2 separate regions of the Mus musculus genome follow, and region 2 is linked to region 1. A link is a contact called in public Hi-C data. All regions are on one chromosome and are shown on one strand. Each heading gives the region's core, a stretch centred on a gene start, on an enhancer-like site or on the middle of the called end of the contact. The rest is flanking DNA. Distances are from core to core; before and after follow the strand shown.

Region 1 (4,290 bases), core at 663-3,162:
GTCTAAGAAGAGCCACAGGGAGAAATGTGTTTCAGCAAGATGTTAAAACAACACGTCTTGGGCTGAGGACATAGCTCAGTTGGTAGGAGTGCTTGCCAAAAATGCCTAGAGTCCTTGCCTCAGAACCTCATACCGAGAGCGATGGATGGATGTACCTTTCCAGTTACAGCACTTGGGAATTAGAGGCAGAGGAACAGGCATTTGATCAGACCATCATGGGCTACACAGCCAGTTCAAGGCCAGCCAGGACTGCATGAGGCACTGCCTCAAAAAACAAACAACAGCTGCAAAACCACAAGAATCAGAAATTTTCTAGGCCAAGGAACCAGTTCGCACTTTTCTCTCCACCTAAGCACCAAGTATCCTTGGCCTTCTCCAGTGACTTCCGCTTCCATGGAAGTCTCAGAAGCACATGGTCGCTCGCCCTAACGTGGTGTTCCTCTTTTCTAGGCTCCTGCCTCTTTCCTTAAATATTAAGAAACCACAGCTTCAGGACTAGGACGCTGCTGGCTCAGTGGCCATGCACGTTGCTGCCAAGCCTGATGATTGCCCTTCAACCACGAGGACCCACATGGAAAAAGAAGAGAATCAATTCCCACCCTCAACCTCTTAGCTGTCTGCTGACCTCCACATGCATGTTGAGTCATGCCCACGAGCGTATGTACACATATGTACAGAAATGCACATAAACACACATCAAATCCAATGCAATCAAAATATTTAAAAAGTAGAAGCAGTGGTTTTCTTTATGGAGCTCATACTTTCAGCATTTGTTCTTAATAAAAGATGAATTATCTTGACAGAGACCCAAAGCTCTCAGGGCCAGAATGAATATTTGAGATGAGCCTGCCAAGCTATGCAAACAGTTGTTGATTTTTGTTGGAATCCCTTGTAAATTTCACTTTCTATTTGTTGGATTTTTCCACGGAGGTCACAGAGGCTCAATCAAACCCCCTTTACCATAACCAGTGTTAAAAAGGGAACCTCTAGAATTATCTTCTAGGCAAAATTCCCAAGGATTTCCAACTTGAGGAAGAACAACGCCCACGAGATTCCTTAGAGGCTACTCCCTCTTGTCTTTCACATTATGAAAAATTTTCTCTATCTCTTGGACCCTGGATGGCAAGAGGACTTCACGCCCACCATTTGCTTTGTTTTCAGGCAGGATAGTTATGGTAAGAGGTTTCCAACCATCATAACTCACTGCAAGGCTAGCCTGCTCAGAGAGACATTCTATCTGAAGATAGTGGGGCAAATACTATAAATCACTGTAAATAACCAAGTGTCTATGCACACTGAATGCCTAGAAATGTGTTCAAGTTGACAATGCTTGCACGGAGGTATACTGCTTTAATCTTCACAAGGTTGTTAGGAGAAGGGGAGTCAACATAGCATCCATGAAGGAACTGGTCATTGTCTTTTATCCTTAGAGGGAGCTTTCCTTTCCTTAAGTAAATTTCTAAATATATGAAAATCAATCAGCCCTCTAAAATGTAAGCAGCATTAAAATATTTTTATAACTATGAAATATAATTTTTAATGAAACAGACCTTTAACTTCAGAGCTAACTGATATAAATAGGTTCAGAGAGGATGAATTTAAGTCTAAAGTAGCTGAGTGAGGAAAAGAGCCAGAACCTAGTCAGGTCCCTTGGGTACAACTTGCATCCTTGTCCAGCTAACTAATGGAAGCAATCATCTAGCATCCCACTTGCCCCTGAGGATCACCCAGAGCATCGCTGGAATTTGGACATAGTAGGACTACTCCAGAAGTACCTGTGTAGGTAAAGCATACTCCTTTAAAAAGCAGCTCTCAGTCAGTTACAGTAACCCAGACTCTCATCTGTTTGGGGCGCACAATTATCCATTCTTAGAGACGATTCTGGAGGCTGCTAGACTGGGTGTTTTTCTGGGTCAGTAGCTCTTTCTGAATCTAATACCAGGCTGCATGAGTGTTTGTCTAGGAATTTGTCTCCCTAGACTTTCAAATAAAAAAGGAGTATGTTTTGCTTTGTTCAAAGACAGTTTCTACCCGTGGCAATGAAACCAACTGCCCAAATATAAATGACCATAATGACAATATTGAGTTTCCTTTCCTTACCTTGAATCTACTCATTTCTTCAAAAAGAAAACTTCTGGAAATTTATAGCCTAGAAGGATGTGTGCTATTTAATACCAAAAAAAAAAAAAAAATCACAATCACAGCAAGCAGCCAAGTGTAGGGTTTCAGCTGGGGGTACCCAAGGGTGGGAATGGACAGAGAGGGGGAGCTGGAAGAAAGGGGTAGAAAGTAGGAAATGTTCATCTCTGCAGGCAATTCAATTTCTAGCTGCTCCGTGGAGACAAAGCAATTAGTGTGGATTGTCAAGGTGGTTTGTGTGAATTGGCTACCTGCCCATTATGAATTGGACTGGGATTAACTAGCTCGTTCCAAACACTCCACCGAATTGCAAATGGCCATATGAAAGAGATTTGCAGCCACCAGCAACGGAGCCGGATGGAAGCCTCAGGGGTAAAAGTTTGACAGCCTCCTAGTAGCCATCAGTAAGTCTAAGACTCCTTAAGATATACCCTGTCCCTCAACATTGCCCTTTCTCTACCTCATGATCTTGCTTTAGTAAAAAGCCTTCTTGCCCATGGGGAGGCTCAGGGCTGTTCTATAAATAAGCCTACTTACTACCCCAAGCGAACAACTCATAAGCAATTTTTATTAGCAACACCATAGCTTACTGGTTCTGATACTTGAAATCTTCAAAGCCCCCAGGGGAGAGACAAGACAAATTTGATTTTCAGGTTACCTTCAACACACACATCCAGAACTGGCCAATCTTTAAAAAAGAATATACTCAGGGTCTCCAACACATGGCTGACATCATTAGCATCTATGACTCAATTTTTAAGTGGACTCTGTGGCAATCCCAGGCACCAAACCCTCCCATCCTAGGCGTAGGCCCTGGCACTCAGCAATCAGCACTAGCCAAGAGCATGCTTGCTCCAGAATGATCATCTTCAAGACAGAGTCCAGGCAGACCTTACCAGCAACCATCTATCGTATCTTGTAGGTCAATATAGATAACTGCTGTTTTCTTCCCTCAAATGCATTGCCCTTTAGGCTTAGGTGAGACTGATCACCTCCATCGGTATCTGACCAGAGTGTTTATGCCACTGGGCACCATTCTCCAGGCCATCCATGACACTTCATGTGTGGATCTAGGAATTCTTTGAACCAATACGGTTGCTCATCTGGCAAAGTTCTGTTTTTCAGTGTTACTTCTCTGCATTAGTACTAGGAAGAAAATAAACCCATTTCCACATATCCTCACTATTATGATGGATATTGCATGAATACACATTTCCGAATACATTTTGAAGTTCAGTCCTAATCCCTGCTTATTACCCTCTGTCAGACCATAAGTCTCCCAGACGCCTGCAAAGGCTACCTCTGGACATTTCTTGCTAACCTGGCCTGGGATCTTTAGGACCTCACCAGAGCCAACAGCCCTGTTTTTCAATCCCAAATCTGTGCTCCCTGCTCAGTGTGTTCTGCCTGGAGAGATGGACTTTGAGCCAGCATCCTTGGGCCCACATCACGTACCTGAGTCACTGTAGTGGGCAAAACTTCCTTCTAGACCCAGACCTTCCCTTTCAGTTTGTTCTGTAGACCTGGAGTCACCTGCCCAAATGAAGAGTTTCCATGCCCCTGACACAGAGGATTTAATGAAAGGATATCAGTTTGCTAACCCCTGGAACAAACACTCCAACGGGCAATGACACTTGGTTTTGTCATAAATAGCAGTTTGTTTCTTGAGCCCATAGGAGTAGAAACTCAACCTGCAGGCCCAGATGTGAGTTGAGTCAGCTACAGGATTTGGGGAAGTTCAAGTCTATGAGAACAAGATGTTTGGCAATGTACTGGGCTCAAATGCTTAACACAGTCAACTACCAGAAACTTTCAAAACACCCCTCAAAAATCCGTCTTCTCATCATAAATCATGACTGGAAATTCAAATAAAACAAACATGGCAAGCATCCCTTTCTTCTGGCTGCACTAGCTCTCAATGAAGAATGCTGTAGCAGGAAAGAAGCTCAATTTCAATCTAGTTCTACATTTTACAGTATCCAGATCTTAATGTCAAACATAAAAATCACTAGTACAGGAATTCCTGATTTAGACATAATCTCATTTGATTGTATCAGTCATCTATAATCTATCAATCTATCACCTATCAGTCAATCTATCAACTATCTATCATCTATCAATCCATCATCTATCACCTATTATCTATCAATT
Region 2 (4,238 bases), core at 1,352-3,851, 330 kb after region 1:
TGATCATTTAGTGGACATCTGCACTATAATGTGAGTCCAGTTTTCCAAGGGTGTTAGCAGGAGTCTCAGATTATCACTGACTATACCAGGTAATTCCCAGCTATAATATCTCAGCACCTGGCAGGATTTATAGGATTCATTAGAACCAATTCTGGGCCTTTAGGAGTAGTTATGGAATTGGCATTTCAGAAAATCCAGCATAGTGATAAATAGTAGTGTCTACAGAAAGAATGGAAGTATAGGGGCTGGGGTGGGTATCAAGGAAAACATCTAAGAGCTGCTGAGAGAAGCTCTAATCAACTTAGCTGGCCATTTAGCAAGATTCTATATGTGCTATGAAGCTGCCCAATCATTCAGGTAAGAGATCCAACTGCTGTCTGCCATGAACATTTTTCTATGTTTCTGTGGCAAGGTGGAGGGGATGAGTGTGGGTGTCTCAATTCAGTTTGCACTATGGGAAAAGAACGGAGTCCTTGAGAAAAAAGAAATGATTCAATAGAAGTAGTAAGAATATGCCTTATATACCAGAGTGGACCCAGTACAGTTCTTGGTACATGGTTGGGTCCCTCAACAGATGCCTGCTGAATGAAAAGAAGGAATGGAGGGCACAAAAACCCTGCTGTGGTAACTAAGGAAAATGGATGGGTCATAGGAATGGAATGTTGGCAGCTTGAGTTTGGATTATCAATCCCAGCTTCTTGGAGAATTATGGTCCGTGGTGGTTTAGATAGTTCTGATGGTGATCTGGTGCTAAAAAGTTCAGATCTCATGGTAACAATCATTTCTCTGACTTCCCTATTAGGAGTCCCTTCTCTAGCCCACATCCTGACAGGAGCCATGCTGTAGAGAGACACCCTCTGTGTATCACACTTAGCCCTCTCCACTTCTTGAATTGGAACAAGTGGAGACAGGAAAAGGATGTTTGGAGACAACACGGCATGTCTTGTTTGCTTATGGGAGGGTTTCAGATTGTTACATCTATTTTAAAGATTAGTCTTTGATTCCTGTTGGTCTGGAGTTAGGTTAAGAAGTGCTCATAATATACTTTGCAGAGTTTTTGATTCAGCCAAGTTTCTATTTCTGGGGTAACATGTTAATGTATCACAGGGGGCAATCCATAGGAATGAACACTTCTCTCGTGTTCAGGTAAACCATCACTGAATGGACCGTTTTCCCGGGACTGTGCTTTGTTTTTAGAATTAAAATAAAAAATAAGTCATATATACATTCAAGGAGGTATTAAAAGGAAGACTAATTTCCATGCTGAGGGAGAAACCTTGTGTGGGCTGAAGGTGTTACTTCTCTTGGCACACAGTGGAGGTCATTTGTGGCTTCTCTCCAGATCTGTGACTTAAACTTGACCTTGGGAAGATTTCCTAAGTGTGGAAGTGGAACCACTAAGGAAGATTGCGTCCTGCTGCCCTTGGCAGCAATCCACAATGGTCTTTGATGGAATGAAGGCCATCCTCTTTTGTGTTTGGAAGATCTCCTCTATGGGACAAGGGTATGTATACATCAGCCGAAGAGAAGCATCCTGTATGGAGTGTCCTTATGTGATGTGTTAAGTTGTGCCTAGGTACAAAGAACCAAGACGTCAAATATCCCAGTCACCAGACTTGGGTCTACTTCCCTTTGTGCTATAAGTAATCCAGGTATCCAGTTAAGTGTCAACAGGTGAAGTCTAACAGTATTGTGGCCATATTTACACTGAGCTACCACAAACAACTGTGAGGATATTAGGAGCAGAGTTGGTTTTGGACAGTCTGAGCCAGAAATAAGACAAGACTTAAAAAGAAAAGAGAAAACACTTGTCCTACATGTATCAAATGTGCTATTTTATCTCAGTGTAGTGTTCTTATATAAAGTGCTGCAGCGTTGGAGAGAACACCTTTGGACATTATCACTAACATAATCTAGACATGTTTACATTCCTACCAGGGCACACTATTTTGAACCCTTCCACTGAGATTGCAGAACTCTTGTATTTTTTTTTCTAGAACATCATGCCATCTGCACACTTAATGAAATAATCCAGTGGTTGCCATGCTAAAACAGGACTTGTAGTGAAGGGCACAGATGGAGCCCAAGGGGAACTTGAGTTATGCACAGTGATGAGAACTGGAAGCCAATGTCCAGCTGATGGTCTGCCAATGACCACTTGGAACGAGTTGGCACTGTATGTTATGCACCTCATTTGAAAATCCGCAGCAAACTAAGATTTTTTTCACACCGTGTTCATAATCTTGACCAAATAGGCATTTTCTCAGTTGATCCGATTAATCTGTCAGTGCCCCAAGGATCTCTTCTGGCAGGGCCATGAGTCAGTGTTTCTCTGGGGATCAGGCCATGCTCATATGGAACAGGACACCAGCTTGCAAGGCTCGCATGATTATGGAGAACACTCCACCGAGGCTGCAAGAAGGAAGAAGGGAAAGACAAAGAGGGGGAGGGGGACATGGTTAGTTACTTCCTTTATAATATGACATACCAATTTGTAGCAATGACCTTAAACAAACTGTAGCACCCTTAAGTCAAAGAGAAAGGTCTAGCCAAGATGAGGGTTACTCAATCCAGGATGGATTAGTTGTGGCTTGTACCCATGAAAGATCCTTGTACTATTTGGCAGAACACAGAAGACGTCCATTTCAAGAACCGAACAATGTTGCATTAAATGGAGGCAGAGCTGGTTCTCTGATTTGGCATTCAGCTCCATGACAGGGGGCAAAAACAGAGACTCTATCTCATGTTTTAGAGCTGTGTGCATATACTGGCCTGGGGCACTATGAGGCTGGAAATGGTGCAAGACTCTGTGTGTGTGTGTGTGTGTGTGTGTGTGTGTGTGTGTGTGTGTGTTTGAGTGTGTGTGTCTGTGTGATTTCATTCCTTAGGAATCCTTGAATGAAACCAAGGGAGAAATACAAGAAGCATGATTAAGAACTGCCGAGTTTGCACATTGAAAAATGAGTGAGATTTGGGGCTAGAAAGAAAAAGCCATTCAAATCTGACTAGAGATTGAACTATTTGCATGTTAGTCCTGCTTTGGACATTTAGAATTCTGGACTAGATATATTATCCTCATTTTAGTTTTCTAATTTCCCCATTATTTTATCTGGCTACTGCCTACAGTTCATCATATACAGGTCCTCAATAAGTCATTATTATGAGCATACAAGAAGACTTTTTCTAAAAATTGAACATTATTTTTATTTACTACATAAAATAATTGGGCAACAGCAGGGGTTATTGGTAGAAAGGGAGCATCCGTAGGTTTTTTGAGTCCAGGTGGCTTTACAAAATATGAGAAGATACACAATTTGTAAGCAAGCATTTGATTAAAACTTGTTATTGGTGAGAAAAATGCAAAACAAAAGGTCCTCTTGTAAGTATATTAAATATCAAATAGTAACACAAACTTCTGAAAAGCTTGTAATGTGACTAGAATGTTAATATGTTGCTCATGGCATTGTAAGCTGGAAAAATAACATCCATTTATTTAAAAATCATTAAAAATTTATATCCCCTGATCTAGTGATCTCATTCCTAGCAGGGTACCCTAAGGTAAAATAGAAAAGATACAGGGAGCTACAAGCAAAAACCTGTAACTTAGAGATTATTTATACTACAGAAAAAAATCAAAACATGTCTATTTTTGGGACTTAAGCTAAGTAAATTATGGTATGTTAATAATGGATGATTACATGAGCATAAAAATAAGACTAATTATGATGATTATATATCAATAGGATAAGGTTATATATGCTATAATGCACAACATAATATATGCATGTGTATATAACAAATGTATATGTATATAAAATATATGCATGTATTTAAAATAAATGAACAGTAAATGAAATTGGGAAAAGTGCTACTAATGTTGTTATTTAAATGTTTTGAAAAACAGTAAGAAAAATTAAGCTCACTATGTGTACACTGCTGAACAGTGATTCACTAATGGATCCTGGGAGTTGGCTCTCACCGTTATTACCTAGAAAAATAATACTGTATACTTTCACACAGTTTTATGAACTTTCCCTGCTTTCTAGACACAGTCAAGTACTCCACGCTATGTGATAGTATGGCTTCTTAAACTTCTATTATTAAATCTCCAATAAGCCCTTTATTTAATACAATTATTATCTCCTACCTTTTAAACTCTGGTACTTGTATATGTCTAATGTTTAAGCAATTGACTCCACTGACAGGGAGAGAGAGAGAGAGAGAGAGAGAGTGTGTGT

The links. A called contact is a pair of places that touch in the nucleus more often than the background predicts.
Region 2: a Hi-C map of muscle stem cells shows a contact between it and region 1, with 1.6 times the contacts expected there. The contact joins two enhancer-like sites.

What each region holds. Positions count from the first base shown.
Region 1 is chr15:53,130,524-53,134,813 of GRCm38.p6, forward strand. All of the region lies in intron 1 of Ext1 (exostosin glycosyltransferase 1), which reads right to left. Among named protein-coding and RNA genes, the nearest start is that of Gm41323, 200 kb to the left of the region's middle. Within about 2 kb of position 1,913, at least 17 of the 459 cell types and tissues checked have an H3K27ac peak or open chromatin away from gene starts, as enhancers often do. A contact at or near this core is called in muscle stem cells, where this site is marked.
Region 2 is chr15:53,459,805-53,464,042 of GRCm38.p6, forward strand. It overlaps Samd12 (sterile alpha motif domain containing 12), which reads right to left. Exons shown (of 5, transcript NM_177225.4): 5 at 1,997-2,412. The coding sequence ends at 2,390. Among named protein-coding and RNA genes, the nearest start is that of Ext1, 120 kb to the left of the region's middle. Within about 2 kb of position 2,602, at least 7 of the 459 cell types and tissues checked have an H3K27ac peak or open chromatin away from gene starts, as enhancers often do. A contact at or near this core is called in muscle stem cells, where this site is marked.